Regions from separate parts of the Rattus norvegicus genome. Here region 2 is linked to region 1. A link is a contact called in public Hi-C data. All regions are on one chromosome and are shown on one strand. The core of a region is the stretch at or near the end of the contact, and the rest is flanking DNA. Distances in the headings are between cores, read along the strand shown. Region 1 has its middle 160 kb from the start of Basp1. Region 2 holds the start of Basp1 (brain abundant, membrane attached signal protein 1).

Region 1 (6,655 bases), core at 1,475-3,974:
TGTGTTGCTACGATTAAGTTGTGACCAGCAGGGGTTATTGCTTCCCTGTAAGCAAATGAAATGTGACAGAGATATCCCTGGGTATGTAACATGTGGGTCTTGTCATAACTTCTGCTTCAAGAACCACAGGCTCCGAAACTAGAGTTGTCATTCAAGGTGCATCGTGAATTATGGAACCTGATATCAATCATCAATTGGCTGAGCTGTGTCTCATTGTCTTCATTTGTCAAATGACAAGAAGAGATTCATATGTGGTCATTCGACTGCTTTGTCACCTGAGGCCCTCCCCTTCCCCAAAAGTACTCTTGTTTAACGCTAATATACAAAGTTTGAGATGTAATACTTTGGTAAAGGGAAGAAGCTTGGTCTTCTCTGTTCTTTGTAAGCATGGCCCAAGAAAATGTTGAGAAAGGTGCTACACAGATGGCAGTCTGAGGTGTTTCCAAGAAGAGCCCTGAGTGGCCTGGTGAGTGAGGATGACAGCGGCGGGGCAGGTCTGCTAGGCTGAGCATCCACCTTAGCCCATGGGGGAAATGACATTCTCCTGGTCCTAACCCTAAAGATAAAACGAGAAATTCCTTCCTAAATGGCCTTGGAATGCCTAGTGCAAACCTTCTGTTTGACGTCGACTCTGACAGATAAATATAAATTGAGATATAATATTATGTGAAAGAGATCACGTGAGCAACTAGCAACTCATGAATTAAGCAGCTACAACCCAGAGGTGAATCAGAAGTTCCATGAAGAGAATAAGTTAGAAGGCCTGACTGCACGCACAGAGTGAAATGCAGAAGATGCCTGACCGGTTGCAGCTGTGGGCTTTGATCTATGCTGCTAGAGATTCTCCAGTTATAGAATTAGAAGACTGATGACCATTTTTAGAGACACTTTCATGTGCCCCAGGTTGGCCTTGAACTCAGTGTATTGCTGAGGGTGATCCTAAACTTCTGATCCTCTTTTGTCTGCCTCCCAAGGTCTAGGATTACAGATGGTTATTATAACGTCAGATTTATGCAGTCCCAGGGTCCTATCCAGGGCTCCGTGAGTGTCGGGCAACCACTGAACTATAATCTCTGCTCAGTTTCATCCTTTAACACACAAATTTATCAATTCAAATCGTGTTTGCTTGTGTTTCCAAGTCAAATGAATCTAAGTCACTTGTGAGTCCTGGCTCCTTTTGACTGGCTAGAACAGCAGTTCTCAACCTTCGTAATGCTGGGAACCTGTAGTTCACGCTGTGGTGGCCCCCTTCCATAAAATTTTCATTGTTACTTCATAACTGTAATTTTGCTGCTGCTATGAATCATATGTGAACATCTAATTTATTTATAAATATTTTACATAATGAAGGACACCTGACATTGTGATCCCTATGAAAGGGTCATTTGACCACCCCAAGGGGTCAGAACACAGGATCAGAACCACTGGACTGGGGGCTTTTCAGCTCTAGGCTTTTTTTTTTTTAATTTACAAGGAATAATTCTTTGAATAGCATGACTCCTGGTCTGAGTCTCCACTTAGCCCCTCCAAAAACTTCCATGCCTGGCCTCTGAGACCTCTTGGCTGCTGTGTTCCTGTCTTCAACAATTACTACTTGAGCCATGACCTCTGACCCCTATGACTCACTGAAGCAGGTGATCCTGACTCAGGGACCTGGAAAACTCTCATTCCTCGTCAAGAAGAATCCTGTGGTGCAGATGATCCCAAGGGCCCATCGTGGCCCAAATCTCTAAATTTTTCTCAGTTACAAAGGGGGCCTTTGCTTTTCCTCTCACCCAGGTCCAAAGGCCCAGGACACAGCAGACAATTCTTACATGTCCTCACTCCGCACTGCTCAAAGTGAGAAGATGCTTTCAAAACTGCATCTACCTTTGGCCTACCTTAACTATTTCAGGAATACAGTAGAAAAAAAATCTCGTTTTTCTTCTTCTACAACTTATTGCAAAATCTACAAAACATTCTGACAGAATTATCTACATTCTCACCAAATGTCTCCTCCCTTAGCGCCTGAAGCCCACTGGGCAGCTGGTGCCATCAGAATTGCTTTCACCATTCTTCCTAGGGTTAAGTTGTAAAAGCTCACACAAGCAAGTAAACAAATGTGAAGAAGCAAACAAAATGTTCCCTCAAAGTCAAGGCACTGACTTCTTTTTCCTTTACATGCTCACTGTGTCAATGTTTGCCTGTCACTTCACCTTGTGGGCCATCCCAGGCATGGATGTGCCTTGGAACCCTGTCTTTTCAAAGTAGGAAGGCAAATAAAGGATGCCACGAGTCTCCAGGGTGATTTCCACCCAGTCTCAGAGCAAGGGCATTCTTCCCTTCTAAATGACCTTCCTCCCCCTTCAATTCCTAGGTGTCAGGAATTTCTCCTTCAGGGGTGGAGGTCAGAGCTGCCGTGTCACAGAACCCAGGCTTCTTGGCCTACCAAGCCTTGTCAGTGACTATTAGTATAAAAGCAGGTAGGAAGCAGCTGATCGGCCAGCTGGTGCGACGAACAAGCCAGCTTCCGCCCTCCTACCCCTGAGGTTCCCTTGATGAAGTACCAGCTCACTACAGACTTCAAGCAACACCTCGTGGGAATGGAGCAAGGGATTACTTGTCAATAATGCATGAGCACAGAAAGCCCTAGAAATATGTGCTTAAGGGCGACTTGCAGCAGAGGGAGAGGATGAGTCACTCGGTGACACAGATCAGATAAAATAGCTGTCTTGAAGCCTGCTTTCAGCTGAGAAAAAAAAAAGCAGTCTGCAAACTGTCTTTTCTCTTGCTGCACTTCTGCCTTCTGGGTAGACTTTCTGCTTAGAAATGTCGAAACAGGAAGAGTAGCCAGATCTTTTCACAGCTCTTCCTATAAATAGATAAGTGAGGTAAGAGTAAGGGGTGATGATGTAGCCCAGCAGTAGCTTGTGCAAGGCCCTCATTCAATTGCCTATATTATGAGCACACGCACACACACACACACACACACACACACACACACACACACACAAATAAAGCTCTCCTACCCTAGTCTGTTTCTCCTGTTTCTTCCGTGTGTGTGTGTGTGTGTGTGTGTGTGTGTGTGTGTGTGTATGTGTGTGTGTGTGTGTGTGTATGTGTGTACCTGTGGGTTGGGTTTATAAATGCACATGGGGTATATGTGTGAGAGGTGTGTGTGTGTGTGTGTGTGTGTGTGAGCGTGAACTGTCATATAAGTGCGATATGTGAACAATGTGAGTGTATGAATTTGAATGCAGTTTAGGTCACACTTATTTTTAATCCTCGTGTTCAATAGGCGATCACTCCAAGGTAATGGCTCATTCCTCTATAAAACAAATGCAGCCTTTTCATCTCAACTATGAAGTCTAATACAAGCTCTAAACCAGTGAACCAATTCTCCTACAGATGCTCCTTTCTCAGATCCCTGGGTTTAACTCTTTCATCCCTGACTTCATCTGAAACCTCCACGTGTTGTAACCTCCCGTTCCATTTAGTGACGTATGTGGACATAATTCTGATGCTTCTTACTGGCTAATAACCATAATTCTGTACACTGCTTCTCACATTGAAATAATATAAGCCAAAATATGCAGAGTCCCAGACGTCCACACGCTCGAAGCATTTCAATTTTTTTTTTAACCTAGACCCAGCAGGAACTCCTCCTCACCACGTGACAGTCATGAGCCGTCTGCATCAGTCATAATTTGCAGGTGTTCAGTCAGTACTCCAGTGCTGGGCTTCAGGGACTGGGCCTTGTCTGTTGTGTTTTGACTTACTTTATGCTGATTCTTTCCTCTCCTCAGAGCTGCTTTCTGTGTACTCCTGGGGCCTCTGCTCCCAGGCTGGATCTGGCTGGTACCATTGTTTTTGACCTGAGAAGTGGCACTTGCCCGACTTTGAGGTGTTTAGATTGCCAGTATTTACTTGCTCTTGCTTTCATTTGGGATTTTTTTTTTCCTCAATCTGGTTTATGTTCTCTTGGCATTCCTTTTGTGTTTCCTCATCTACTCTCAACTTAAGGCTTGGAAGTTTGCTAAGGATGGGAGAGCAGCTTTAATGCCGCTCTCTAACTGCTACAGGGCAACAACTGCCAGGCTCACAGTGGGAGAACTGCAGAATGTCACTTAAAAATACAATAATATTAATGAGATGAAATCAGCATTTCTGGGGACAATTAAGAATGTTAGAGTTATTTGATTCTCTGGAGTCTAACTTCTTGAGTTCTTTATATATATTGGATATTAGCCCTCTGTAGGATGTAGGATTGATAAAGATCCTTTCCCAATCTGTTGGTTGCCATTTTGTCCTAATGACAGTGTCCTTTGCCTTACAGAACCTTTGCAGTTTTATGAGGTCCTATTTGTCGATTCTTGATCTTACAGCATAAGCCATTGGTGTTCTCTTTAGGAAATTTTCCCCCTTTCAAGGCTCTTGCCCATTTTCTCTTCTATTAGTTTCAGTGTATCTGGTTTGATGTGGAGGTCCTTGATTCACTTGGACTTGAGTTTTGTACAAGGCAATAACAATGGATAGATTTGCATTCTTCTACATGCTCACTGCCAGTTGAACCAGCACCATTTGTTGAAAATGCTGTTTTTCCATTAGTTGGTTTTAGCTCCTTTGTCAAAGAACAAGTGACCATAGGTATGTGGGTTCACTTCTGGCTCGTCAATTCTATTCCACTGATCTACTTGGAGTACAGAGCTAAACAGAGAATTCTCAGCTGAGGAGAATCCAATGGCTGAGAAGCACCTAAGGAAATGTTCGACATTCTTAGTCATCAGGAAAATGCAGGTCAAAACAACCCTGAGATTCCACCTCACACCAGTCAGAATGGCTAAGATCAAAAACTCAGATGACAGCAGATGCTGGTGAGGATATGGAGAAAGAGGAACACTCCTCCATTGCTGGTGGGATTGCAGACTGGTACAACCACTCTGGAAATAGTCTGGAGGTTCCTCAGAAAACTGGACATAGTACTACCTGAGGACCCAGCTATATTACCCCTGGGCACATACCCAAAAATGCTCCAGCATATAACTAGGACACATACTCCATTATGTTCATGTTCATAGCAGCCTTATTTTTAATAGTCAAAAGCTGGAAAGAACTCAGATGTCCTTCAACAGAGGAATGGATACAAAAAATGTGATACATTTACATAATGGAATACTACTTAGCTATTAAAAACAATGACTTCATGAAATTCTTAGGCAAATGGATGGAACTAGAATATATCACCCTGAGTGAGGAAACCCAATCGCAAAAGAACACACATGGTATGCATTCACTGATAAGCATATATTAGCCCAAAAGCTTGGAATACCCAAGATACTAGTCACAAACCACATGAAGCTCAAGAGGAATGAAGACCAAAGTGTGGATGCTTCAGTCCTTCTTAGAAGGGGAAACAAAAATACTCATAGGAGGAAATACAGAGACAGAGTTTGGAGCTGAAGGAAAGGCCATCCAGAGACTGCTCCACCTGGGTATCTATCTCATATGCAGCCACCAAACCCAGACAATATTGCAGATGCCAAGAAGTGCATGCTGACAGGAGCTTGATACAGCTGTCTCCTGAGAGGCTCTGACAGAACCTGTCAAATACAGAGGCAGATGCTCACAGCCAACCATTGAAATGAGAACAGGGTCCCCAGTGGAGGTACTAGAGAAAAGACTGAAGGAGCTGAAGGGTTTGCAACCCCATAGGAAGAGCAACAATATCAACCAACCAGAACCCCAGAGCTCTGGACTAAACCACTATCCAAACAGAACACAGGGATGGGCCTATGGCTTCATCAGCCTAATTAGCAGAGGATGGTCTTGTCAAGCATCAATGGAAGGAGAAGCCCTTGGTCCTGTGAAAGCTTGTTGTCCCAGTATAGGGGAATGTCAGGTCAGGGAAGCAGGATGGAGTCGGTGGGTAGGGGAGCACCCTCATTGGAGCAGGATGTGATAGTGAGTTTCTAGAGGGAAAACTGGGGAAGGGGATAACATTTGAAACATAAATTTTAAAAATCCAATAAAAGAAAAGAACAATAGAAATAAAGTTGATTAAACAGGAAAAAAAAAGAATGTTTGCTTTCAAATGAAAAGCCTAGTATGAACATAAGGAGTGCTTCATCGGAATCTGCGCTGTAGAACCTGAAAGCTCCATCCTGTGTCCTTTTTGGTAACCCTCAATTAAGCAGTCATGTGCACAGGCCTCCCCCTTAATACATGTGCTCAGCCCAATGCACCTCACCCTTCTCTATTTCTTCCTGCATTTCACCTACTAAAACCTCAAGTTGCCAAAAGTGTGTTGGACCAGTCTGGTGAAAAATACACAGAAACGATGAGGTTCAACTTGACTACTTAATTATGCAAACTACCTTCCTGCAGAGAGTTGGCTGTGATCACATCTGAATTAACCTTCCTAGGGACACTCAAGCGTACTCTCTCAGCTGTACTTCTCTAGGATAGTACCACACATGTATAAGAAGAGAAGTGCTAGCATGTAACAATGCCTTTGAAAGAATCAATGCTAAAATCTCTTTACTTCCTTTACTCGATGCAACTACCATGTGTTTCTATCTCATTCTGCATACTTAAACTTAATAAATTTCTTCAGGGGAACTAAGCATATTCTGATCTCAAAATGAATTAAGAGGCTCTTACCGAAGGCCATTAGGAG
Region 2 (6,372 bases), core at 1,701-4,200, 170 kb after region 1:
AAGAAAGCTGACTAAATGGGGGGGAAAGTAACAATATCTTTAATTGATTTTAAAATTATGTTGTTCAAAAATCTTAAAGCTCACTGACTTGAAAGCTATTGGTTTTAGACTATATCCAGCACTCTCTTCCAAAAATACTACCTAGGGGGAAAAAAGACTTCATTAACATACTATAACCCTCTAAATTATACTACTCAATGCATAATTCAGACAGAATATAATACATGACTCTCAATACATGAAATTAATTGCTAAGTATCAGAAGAATAGAACCTTTGCCACCTAAGAAGCAGCCAGACACTCACCCTACCAATTATAAGCTGTGGCATAGTGACTGTGGTCAATATTGAGGGTATTTTCTGTTTTTTAAGGAACAAAAGGGAAGATTGACGTTTTCTGCCACGTGTTATTCCACCAGGACCTACTAGAAATCCTGTGGCATGAAAGCCTTTCAAACACAATCCACCATTGCAGAAATAGGGCATTAGCTCCCGACACATATAGTAAGCCCTGTTTAGAATAGCAGAAGTAAACCAGCACCAAAAAAATTCTGAGGAGCCATACGCTGAGAAATACATCATTTGAAAGAAAATCTGCCATCAAAGGACTATCATGGCTCCTGTTAAATGGGGGAAGGGGGTATTATGAACTTGGTGCTTCGCCATCTTCTTCCCAGCAATGCTAGCGCCTTCTTCCTCCCCCCCCCTACCCCCACCTCAGCGAGGTTTGCCTTTTGGAGTCTTTAATGAAACAATAAAGTAGGAATAAGAGAATTCAGAAAGGCTTAGGCTGCTGGAAAGGTAACCATTTTCTCACGCTGGCTTCTGTAGGCCATCTTGTTCATTTAAATGCCAAGATGTCTTAATCTGTCCCAGGTGGTATCACCAGGGGCAACACCATCGCTGGTCTGAGACTAATGTTCCTTGGTCAAATGACCCGCAATAAAGATCTGTCAGGCAAACAGCTAATTGGTGCAGACTAAGAAAACCACCATCCCTGCAGTGCGTTACAAACAGAAAGAACAATGGACAGTTCTAGAAAGGAAAACAGCAGTGTGCATCATATTCATATATATATATACACATATACATGTATATGTATATATATATATATATATATATATATATATTTCACAATTCCCCCTCCCTTTTTTTTTTTTTTGACTAATTGCAATCCGTAAAAATGGGTGAGATGTGAAAGCTTGAGGGGGGAAAAAGAAGCATACACAAGACCGAGACCGAGCCTCGCGGGGAAGGGAGTAGGGAGGGGGTGATGGGAGGGGTGGTCATTTGTGTCCAAGGGTTTCATGAAACATTTAGGGCAAACGCCTTTGTTCCTAGGCTCGGGAGGGGAGTGGGTGGATGGATGATGGGGCTGCCTGGCCCTCCACACCCTACTCTCCGGCGCATGCGCGAGGCCAAGACAAAGGAATAGGTAATTACAGTCCCGATTCATTCATTTTGCCTGCAATACTGGAGGTCTGCGGGCCCTTGCTATATTCCCAGGGGCGGAGGTTAATCCACACCCCAATAGCAGTCCCCTTGATAGCCGTGTTTTATTTTAGCCCGCCACGTAAGTGGCCAGTGGTCTCGGCCAAGACAGAGGTGTGTCAACTCCCATGCCAAACACTGAAAAATCGCACCCATGTGCGCTGTGCTCCTTTCAACAGAGTGAAAATCTCTGGGGCAGAGGCTGTCCACCGAGCTCGCTTAAAGGCGGAAACGTCTCGGCGTGGGGGGTGGGGGTAGCAGATTAGGAACAGGGCCAAGCGTTCGATGAATATTCATGAAAAGAATGCGGTTCCCAGCCACGCATTGTGTGCCATCGGATCCAGGGATTCTGAAATTTTTCTTTTAATGGTGTAGGGAAGCGGGAACCAGACGTTGGGTTGTAGCGTTTGAGATACAGGGGGGAAAATCTACAGAAATCTTGTCTTGCAGAAGGGTTGTGCCGGTTCGGACCGCGGGCTGTCAGGTTCAAGCCCACCCCACCCCCAGCCCCCCCAGGCTGGGGCGGCGGTGGAGGCGCGCGGCCCGTTTTCTGAGCGCAAGGCTCAATAAATAAATAAATAAAATGTTGGCGATGTCCACAGGTTAGTGGGAAGGCAGTTCAGCCGCAGACCGAGCTAGGGCTTTGATCTGCCCCGGGCGTGCACACGGTCTTCCGAACCTCGTGTTCCTCGGTTACCCCAAACCAAGATCCAGGAGTCCTGAGGGCCAATCCACCCCCGCCCCTTCCGATCAGACCAGATTCCGTGTCTTCTTTCTCCCTCCCCACCCCACCCCCATCCTCCATCTTCTGCTACTGCGCCCCTCACACGGAGCGCTTTCTCCGTGGCTGTGCCCGTTCCGCTGACAGAAGACTGGGTTTAGCCCACAGAACCCAGGCCAGGGGATTCGATGCCTTGAAAAAGATTTCGCATTCGGTATTTCCCGGTCACCAGCCGCTTCCCACCCTCCCGCCCCACTCCCTCCCGAACTCTGTTCATCTGCCTCGCCGCCACCCTCCGCAAGCTCCCCACCCTACGAAAGGCTTCCGAAGCTGTCCACCTTGGGGGAAAGCATCACCATGGATCCCCAAATGCGACAGAGCCCACTTAGAGGAATCCCACGCCCACTGTGTCTAAACCCGGCCGCACCCAGTCTGCACCGTTGGAGAACCCTAGGCTTCAGGGTGGGGCGGGGCCCTGGGGAACCGGTGGCCCTGAGTCCGCGGTGGCGTGAGGGACCCACGGCGCGCCTCCTTACCGGCTTTGGGTGCCTGTGCCGGCCCTGGGTGAGCGCGGTGCCTCCAAGGGGCCCGGGTGTCTGGTGTCGTCCGGCCGAGTGCCTGGCCGCTCAGCAAAGGCTCTCTCTCTCCCGGCTCGACGGCGGAGCCCGGAGCGTGGAGCGAGTTGGAGCGCTGCCGCCGCCGCCGCCGCCGCTGCCGCTACTGCCGCCGCCGCTGCAGCCTCTGCATTTCTCGATCGCTCCCCCTCCCCTTCCTGCCCAGCGCCCTCCCCCCCCGCGCGTCCGCCCGCCCAGCTCCTCCGCTCGCCGACCCCGCCCGCCTCGCGCCCGCCCCTCCTCTCCCAGCCCGCGGCCTGCACCCCTCCCGCTCCGTTCGCACCCCGCCACCCGGGGGGTCCCCAACTTCTCTCCTCCAGCAGCCACTGCGCCCCGAGACGCCCCGTGATCCAGCGCCCCCGTCACCACACCCGCACAGTCACCCCCACCCTCTGCTATCCTCATTCAGATCCCTCCCCTACAGCCCTGTGCCTTACCCGCCTCCCCAACAGTTTCTGTCAGTCCCCCCTCCTATTGCCTCCTTGCACGCCCCTCCATTCCCCCACTCGCGGCGGGACTGTCTGTGGATTTCTCTCCTCTCTCTGTCTCGCACACATTTTATTTGAAAGCATTGAATAATTAGCTCGTGCTCTCGCTCAGACTTAAGGGGCTGGTGAACTATTCCCTCGCCGCAGCCAGCTTTCTCTGCCCCTCAATCCAGCCCGCTCCAGACGACAGGCTGAGATTCTGCTATCACGTAGGCAGTGAGACTGGAATAGACGCGACGCCTCTCTTGAAACCATCAAGATAGATATCCGCTGGCTTTAGGGTGTCCCCCAAGGCAAGCATCTGGGATGCCTTCGGCAGATGCTCGCCCTCGGGGCCCACCAGGAGGCTGCAGTTTGCAAGGCGCCACCGCCCAGAGCCCAGGTCCGGGTCTGGAGGCGGCACCGCCTCTCAGGGGACGTTCTCCCGACTTCGGAGAGAAAGAAAGGAAGAAATGCACCCTAGGAAAATGGGCTTCGACTTTTTTGTGCCTGTGCTTTCATGGAAGTCACCAGCTCTCGGGCTGCTTAAGATACCACTCAGAATCGCGCCCTGCCAGGCTGTGGCCATCCGCGCTAAGTCCTCGTGTTCTGGTCGGTGAGCACTTTGGGTAGCACCGCGACACACAATAGCCATCAGGGTTAGGAGATATGCTCGCCATGTTTACCTGTTGGCAAAAATAAAATGCAAAATAAAAATTTAAATTGTGAAGCTAACACATGGTGACGTCTTTTAGAACCACATCTCTTTTCTTCAGACAAAAGCCAATTTTACCATCCCGCAAACCCATTGAGCCCTGGAAGTTCCGTTCGCGGCACTTTGGCGCCCTCTGGCTGTATCAGGATTGCTTGGTTGTTCTGCTTCATACTGAAAGAAATGGGGGGGTGGGGGGGTGGAAATGTATGTTCCCTTCTTGGTTGGATTTACCCTCATGAGTGAAGCACAGATTTGAGACAAGCTTGCCCTCCAGGATGACAAAACCCAACAACATTTGGGGAAACGAATTCCAGGTAAGTGCTGGGGGGGGGGGGGGTCACTTTCCTTTAACAGAAAAATAAATAATAGAACTTTAATAAGAGTGGAAAAGGAACTGCCACATCTTAAATCAAAAAGTGATGAAGAAAAGGTGAAAATGTTTTGTGGTGGCTGCTGCTTCCTCCTCATCTTCCTCCTCTTCTTTCTTCTCCTCCTTTCTTCTTTCTTCGTCCTCTCCTTCTCTTCCTCTCCTTCTCCATCTCCCTCTTCCTCTTCTTTCTTTCTCCCTCTCTTCCCCATCCCCAACCCCTTCTTCCATCCCTCCTCCCCCTTTCTCTCTAGATAGATAGGTAAACTAATTGATTGATATTCCTTTCAACCTTCTCTCAGCCTCCCATCTTCCCACTGCTTAAAGTGATTAAGAAATCAAACAATACAAGAACAAGAAATCGAATCACGAATTAGCTGTGGTTCGACTGGTCATTGGAGGGTTTCATTCTCTTATGTCAGTATACCACCTATCCATGAAGCTATTTGGGGTGCTATGGTTTCCACGCCAGCACCAATTATGACAACCAAAAATGTTTCCAGGTATGGCCAAATATCCTCCAGAGGCAAAAAAAAAAAAAAAAAAAGGTTAGCTAGGTGAATATGTATAATTTATGGTATTTATGGTATTTACTGCTTACTAAAGGAGCTAAGTAGTAGTGTGTGGGGTGAGTAGGGTGGGTGGGTGGGTATTACACAGTGTGGCATCATTCATTTAGGATTCAGTTGTTTTTTATCCCAGTGATCATCTTAAAATTAATGGAAATTTCTACTGTATTTTCAAAATAAGCCCATAGATATTATCTTCTTCTGTGTATCCTCATGCTTATTTATTTTTTAAATAACAGATAACAGTTATCGTTCAGTTGCTTTGGTGCTGCTGGCTAAGTTTTTAGGATGGAGAGAGAAAAACAAGCCTTTCAAAGGTGTGACTGGGATACAGATCACTGGTTACCATGGAAACTGGAGGCCAAAGCTTATATGGAGGAACAGAAATTGCAAGTCTCTCTCTCTCTCTCTCTCTCTCTCTCTCTCTCTCTCTCTCTCTCTCTTTGTCATGGTCTCTGATTAGATTTAGTTGTCTTCCCCCTTCTTAATAAACGATTATAAACGAAAGAAAAGGGGCACGAGACAAGGGTGGAGCTCCGCTGTGGAGCTCTTACCTTGGATGCTGGAGGCCCTAGCTTCAATCCACAGGGTCACACAGGTGTGTGCACGTACTCCTACACAGAGGAGATTCAATAGAGACACCGAGAGCAGTGGGAGGGGAGGGGTTCTTCTCCAATCAGTCCTCTCATATTCTCTCCAAAACATCTCTAAAACACGCACTCGGGGAATCAGGGATGAAGCAGTTTGAAGCTTTGAGTTTTAGAAAATTCGCTGCACTGTCCGGTGCACAAACTCGTGAATTTAGGAGCTTAAAGGGTTAAGTATATGAATCCCAGTAAATTTGCTTAACTTTCATCATTACCACCATGAAAAATGTTTTCCTTTCCAAAAGACTGAACATTTAAAAAGAAGAAGAAGAAAAAAGCAAGGCAGACTATACAGGTTCTGTACTGCCTCAGACTGCCATTTTTACTGCCTCTAGAACTTGTCCGAATAAAACCCTAACTTACATTATAAAGGTTTTCATCAAAGACACAAATCACTCCATGTGTGCTTCTTTTTGCTAAGTGATTTGCCACAAAACTGTCTGCAACATAAGGGCCTCTGTCCCTAAAAAGATGGCATTCCGATTTATCCCTGTGCCTCTGCTGGTTGAACCACCTTTGCTGGCACTGAGTTGTATAGAAAAAGCTAGTCTCACCTTCCTGCCTTACCTCTGAGCCCTTGCTGTACCTCTCCCACCAAGGCGGAGCATCCGTTCCCCTCAGTTCACCCAGTAAAACAATATGAACAGAGAGGAACCACAGTGACTGCAGTGTGGGTCCAGCCAGCTTCCATTGAAGTATTCTTTGGATTATCCCCGTTCACATCACTGGGGTGACCCAAACCCCCAGAGACTCATTTTAAAAGTATATCCCACTCTACTAGT

Evidence for each region. Hi-C and Micro-C count contacts between places; a contact is called where the count stands out from the background.
Region 2: a contact with region 1 is called in a Hi-C map of frontal cortex, with 3 times the contacts expected there. The contact joins the promoter of Basp1 here to the enhancer-like site in region 1. A contact is called at or near these places in 3 of 12 Hi-C or Micro-C datasets (frontal cortex, kidney and mammary epithelial cells).

The regions. Positions count from the first base shown.
Region 1 is chr2:77,426,552-77,433,206 of GRCr8, forward strand. No RefSeq gene overlaps it. Among named protein-coding and RNA genes, the nearest start is that of Basp1, 160 kb to the right of the region's middle. Within about 2 kb of position 2,725, at least 35 of the 93 cell types and tissues checked have an H3K27ac peak or open chromatin away from gene starts, as enhancers often do.
Region 2 is chr2:77,591,347-77,597,718 of GRCr8, forward strand. Basp1 (brain abundant, membrane attached signal protein 1) reads right to left here and starts at 2,951. Exons shown (of 2, transcript NM_022300.2): 1 at 2,748-2,951.